Regions from separate parts of the Mus musculus genome. Here region 2 is linked to region 1. Evidence: chromatin contacts called from public Hi-C data. All regions are on one chromosome and are shown on one strand. The core of a region is the stretch at or near the end of the contact, and the rest is flanking DNA. Distances in the headings are between cores, read along the strand shown. Region 1 has its middle 35 kb from the start of Gm34231. Region 2 holds the start of Rad23b (RAD23 homolog B, nucleotide excision repair protein).

Region 1 (2,716 bases), core at 84-2,583:
TACTGTTATGAGTCATAATGTAAATACCTAATATGGAGAATATATGATATTTGACCCCCAAAGGGGTTGTGACCCACGGGTTGAGACCCACTGATTTAGCTCAAAGCTGGTGGCTGTGCGGGAGTCAAGGCGCCACATCTTCAATTTGATTTATCTTTCAAGCCCTTGATCAGCTGTGTTTATAAGCAATGATGGTCCAGAGCATGTTTCCAGGGGAGGCCGTTGTAAGGCTTTATAGAGCCGTTAGAGAAACATCTTAGCCTGGGAAATCTATTCTCTCCTACCCCGTCTAACACCAGTCTGTAAGAGCTTAGGTCAAGCTGTGATGTTGGGTCCTTTAACGTGTCTAATCCAACATCTTCCTGGGAAGGATATTGATTTTTGAAGATAAAGTTTGGTCTGGAGCAGAGACAAATGGAAGACAGAGATTGACTGATTCATGATGTGGTAACCTCTTGCCTAATGGCTGTTCTCAGTCTCCCCACATAGCTTTCCGCTACTCCAACCCTGACCTGGGACCTTGATCTTAAAGCTCTGAGGTGAACTTCAGCCTCACTGGCAAGGGATCTGAGTTCATGGGGGACAGGGCCACGGGGCAACATTGTGACCCTGTAACAGTTCTATCTGGTCAACTTGGCAGGCCCCGAGATAATTCTTAAAACTGAAAAGAAAAATTATTGCTGGGCCCCAAAATAAAATGTTATTCCAGATATTAAATATTGTCTAACAGACAGTAAATTTAATGGCCCTGAAGTGGCTTCAGACCTCTGAGAAGATTTTACTTCTCAGCCTTGGCAGGGACACCAAGTACCACTCTCCTATTTCTGCTCTGCCTTCAAACTGTCATAAATAGTTAACTGTGTGAGTCCTTTCCAAAAGAAAAGAAAAAAAAAATCCTCCCAGGAGCATCCGAAAATAGCCTCCAGGGGCTCGATGCATATTTCCTCGGGTCCTCCTCTTAATCTCTCCATATGGGTGGCTATGATTTATTGTTACTGTCACCTGTGGACCGACAGAAACAAAGGCAGCCAGGCTGGAAGGCAGACAGAGGTAGCGGTATGGGAAGGGTCTCTGGAGAGATGGAACTGAGCGTCCATTCCTGGTGAGAGTGCAGGCTTAAGAGCCATCACCTCTCCTTCCTTTGGTGTCTCTGCAACAAAAGGAGAGAGGAGGGGATGTCATCCTCTCCCAAGATGCATCGAGACTCTGCCCTCGAGAAGCTTCCAGAGAGTCTCCCACAAGGCAGAACCTGCCAAAGGCCAAAGACTATTGTGACAGGGCAAGTGTACACTCATTACACAGGGTGCATGTCACCTCTGCCATTTCCTATCTCCAGGCCAAAAGTGAGCTCTCTCCTGCCACTTTTCCAGCCCAGTGGCGTGACCCGAGGCTGGCTGTCCATCACCAGCTCGATGCAAAAGGAGAAGGGAAAGCCGGGCCCAACTGAGGCCCCTGCCTGCTCATGCTAGCTGTGCCTCTCCATCCTTGTGTTTATCCACAGCACGGGCACCACCTCTGAGACACTAAGCTCATCTTCAGGGAAGCAGTCCCTGCCAATAGACCACCAACCCAGGGATCCCCTGTTGACCCAGGAGGAGGGACAGGGCAGGGACCTCCCCATCTGTCTCTGTACCTTCTGTTTTCCCTCTCAGCGCTCCTAACAATGCACCATGATTAGTTGCGGCTCGGGCCCCCTGACACCCCTTAACCTGGAAAATCAGGCAGACTTTCGAGACAGCAATCAGCTCCCAGACACATCCAACCGTAATGTGATTACTCCATTTACCAAAATGCAAAGAGAGATACTTGAGGCGTTTCTGATTAGGGCTGACATTATCTCTCTAATGGGCCATGGCATTAATCAAGGCTGTTGCTATGACTATGGAGATGGTGGGGAAATAACCCCAGCTTGATTCTGGGCCTGCCCAGTTGTGCCACTGTAGAAGAGGTCAGCTTTTGTTAGGGACATGGCACAAGAATGGCTTCTTCCTGCCTGAGAAGGGCTTTCTATTGAGATCACACCAACAGCCAGAAAAAGGCCTCTGTGTTCTTTCATGACGTTGGATGCTCTGGTTCCATAGCTCAATATGATTTGGTGGCATTGTTCTGGAGGGATTGTGTGTGTGTGTGCATGAATGCTGGGGTTGGGGGTACCAGGCTGATCCGTGAGACTGTCAGAGCCTTCTGCTATCCAGAGTTACATCTTAAGAGTCGGCCAGCCCCCCTGAGAATTCTGTAGGGCCTGAGAACCTGGGGAAGGAGGAGGAAGATCCTTCGAAAGGCCACCTTTCCCATGGCATAAACGCTCTGGCCTCTGCTGCTCTCTCTCCATTCCAGGCCTCAGAAACATTTGGCAGACACAAGCCAGTAACTACAGACCCTATGTGAGTGCATGGAAAACAGGGGCAGAATGAAATGGGTGTGACAGGCCCAAATGAAAAACCCTCTGGCCTCTGCTCTAGATGGCAGGATACTCACGATCTGGAAGAGGCATACAGGGATCAGATGATACCACTGGGGCCGGCCATCAGGACCTGGTTCTCATTTGCTAGTAATGAGTTCTCCATAAACCCTAGTATAAGAGGACACTCCGAGGGCATCAATATGGAGTGCACACACACGCACATGCACACACGTACACATGCGTGCACACATACCATGTCCACAGTCAAGATTTACAATCAAGAAATCTGCTTCTTGGGGCGGGGGTGATGAT
Region 2 (2,716 bases), core at 152-2,651, 110 kb after region 1:
GAGAGGGGGCTTGGTTAGGGAAAGTTCCATGACAAAATTATATCCTAGCTTCTGGAATCATGAAAATCCAAATAGCGATACTGTAATCATTGATGGTGCTGGCTCAGAGATGGGGGATGCTCATAATTGTCCTCACTGTGGTCTGATGGTAACTGCTTTTTCTTCTTTTTAAGTCTAACAGGGGTCACTGCACTATTAAGAGGCAGCATACAGACAAGCACCTAAAGTGTCACTTACTATTGTGGTGCTTATTACCCGACACCTCTGCACTCTGGTCTTATCGCTGTGTAAATAATCATACAGCTACAGCCAAGCACTTAACTTTGTGTTCCTGACTCTAAGACTTACATGCATTATCCCACCCTCTCCAACCACCAATTAGCTGAGTGACATCTCACCCTTACTGCCAAGGAACCAGAAGCACGTCTACCTATTTTTCTAATATTTACCTTGTACCTACAATGTGCTAGGCTTATTCTGTAGGCTTTGGGGCACAACGTGGGCAAAACAAAATGCATGCCTCTGTGTAGCTTCAGCCTGGGGACCAGAAAAAGAAGAGAAGACACACACGCTAAATACACATAGTGTAGAGTACCCAGAAGGTGATGAATGGTTACTGAGACAAGTGGAGCTGGATAATGAGATCCGAATAAGATACTTTAAGTTGGATAGGCAGGATAGAGTTCAAGAAGGCGACATTTGAGCAAAGATTAAAAGGGTCCACGTGCAAAGGAAAGCAGCGCTTGGGGTGAGGCGGGGGGGGGCGGGGGAAGGGGGTGAGGAGAGGCAACCGCCTAATATCTACCACCAACACCTAAACGAAGCAAAACGATAGAGGGAAAGGCGTGACACAACTAGGCCTCCTTCTTAAATCCGCCTTTCTTTAGAGGTGGGAGGTCCCAAGGCTGGTGAGAGAACACAAGACTGGCAAGCAAGCAGTCCATGGCTGAAGTCAGTCTCAGAATCAGGGAAGCAACCGGCATTACACATGCTCGACTGGCGATGTGCGCCCCTCCTGGGCCGGCCCTCGGCAATCCTTGCACTAAGGCTCCGCCCGCTCCACCGCCCTCAAGGTTCCGCGCTCGCTGAGCCGCAGCCACTGAGCCGGGACTCCACGTAGCCGTTCCCCGGCTACGGGTTGCGCAACTCGCGCCGCTGGGCGGAGCCTGGATGTAGGCGGAGCCACTGCAGGACCGCGGAGCGGACCAGGCCTCCGCGAGCGCCTCTGCTTGCGAAGTGCGCCTGCGCACGCCGGTGCCGCGCCGCACGATATTCCAGCCCCACCCATCGCCCCGCCTCCAATTCCCGGGCGGAGTTCCTGTTCACGCCTGCGCACTGCGTCGCCGCACCCTGCGCCTGCTCAGATCGCCCGAGTCTGGCCCCATCCTCCGGGTTTTTTTCTGGTGGGGGAGGGGTCACGTCTCGGCGAGTCACGGTGATGGCGGCCACCATCCTGTGGTGAGGTAGCGGGTTCTCTGCGTCTCTCGGGGAGTCCCTCGCGCCTCCTGCGGGCCCAGTGGCTGGCGCGTGAGGAAGCACCGCGGGTCGAGCTTACCGGGAAAGCCGCGGGAGCGAGCGGCGGCGCGGCCAGGGGAGACGCGGGGCCCGGGGTGAGTGCGACTCCGGGCGAATGTGACAAGCCCCCCCACCCCCACCGCCTTCCTCCCGAGAGCGCGAGGATCGCGGCCACCCCGGGGCGGCCAGGCCCCGGCTTAGGCACCATGCAGGTCACCCTGAAGACCCTTCAGCAGCAGACCTTCAAGATCGACATCGACCCGGAGGAGACGGTATGCGCCGCCGGGTTAGGGGAGCGCGGGCCCGAGTCGGGGCGGCGCGGGAGGGCCCCAGAGGGGCGTCGGGTCACCGCCGGCTTTGTGGCCGACAACGAGGAAGGCCCGGGGGCAGATGGCGTGGAGCAGCACCGGTCCGCGTGGGCGCTGGTGGCCGCGGCCCGGAGCGCGTGGTCGTGGGGACGGAGGGGGAGGGGAGACCTGGCGGCCTGGGCGCTGGAGCCGGGCCTGACGTGCACAGGTGGGGGAGGGAGGGAGACCCAGGCGAAGCCACCACCCTCCGGCGACATGGCTAGGTGCAGAGGTCTAAGGGGCCGGTTACCCAAGACGGTGGGCCTTAAACGCGCCTAGTTTTGTCTGCAGCCGGGAGGGATGGTGGGGGAAAAATGAATTTTTTGGCCTCTCAGAAGGAGCCCTTTTATTTATGTCTTATTTTGGATTAGTTTTTACGATCCTTCCCCTCGCAGCCACTGAACCCACACCCACAGGTGGATTACGTTCTGAGGCCACGTTGGTGGTGAAGAATTTTGCATTAGAAACCTTCAGATCCGGATTTAAATGCGTTCTTTCGGTCGTCTTGGGAACCTGAACGCTCCTCGGACTCCTAGAATAGTAGTATTTGAAGGGAGGGAGAAAAATATAAAAACTTGGTGTTCTACAGTTAAAAAGCCGACTACTACACTTAACGAGTTCACGTGATAAATTCTAATGCAGTGGTCTCCGGTTTTGCCTGTAAAAAGATCTGTGTTAACTTTAATACAACTTTATGTCAGGAATCTAAAAAATGTCATGCGAATAAAATTTTTTCTCACGTGGAATTATGACGCTATGTCAATAGATTACTGCATATTTGTGTGGGGGGGTTTCCTTCTTCTTCTTCTTTTTTTTTTTTTTTGACTGATTGAGTTTGTAATTGAAACAACCAG

The links. A called contact is a pair of places that touch in the nucleus more often than the background predicts.
Region 2: a contact with region 1 is called in a Hi-C map of liver, with 2.7 times the contacts expected there. The contact joins the promoter of Rad23b here to the enhancer-like site in region 1. A contact is called at or near these places in 3 of 39 promoter capture datasets (hippocampal neurons and liver), 15 of 484 Hi-C or Micro-C datasets (the C2C12 cell line, the N1E-115 cell line, adipose-derived mesenchymal stem cells and 5 more) and 3 of 115 datasets of contacts at active chromatin or transcription factors (the NIH/3T3 cell line, T-cell acute lymphoblastic leukemia and bone marrow-derived macrophages).

Annotation. Positions count from the first base shown.
Region 1 is chr4:55,242,003-55,244,718 of GRCm38.p6, forward strand. It overlaps the pseudogene Gm12508. Among named protein-coding and RNA genes, the nearest start is that of Gm34231, 35 kb to the left of the region's middle. Within about 2 kb of position 1,334, at least 12 of the 459 cell types and tissues checked have an H3K27ac peak or open chromatin away from gene starts, as enhancers often do. A contact at or near this core is called in the N1E-115 cell line and liver, where this site is marked.
Region 2 is chr4:55,348,641-55,351,356 of GRCm38.p6, forward strand. It overlaps Rad23b (RAD23 homolog B, nucleotide excision repair protein), which reads left to right and starts at 1,402. Exons shown (of 10, transcript NM_009011.4): 1 at 1,402-1,787. The coding sequence starts at 1,722.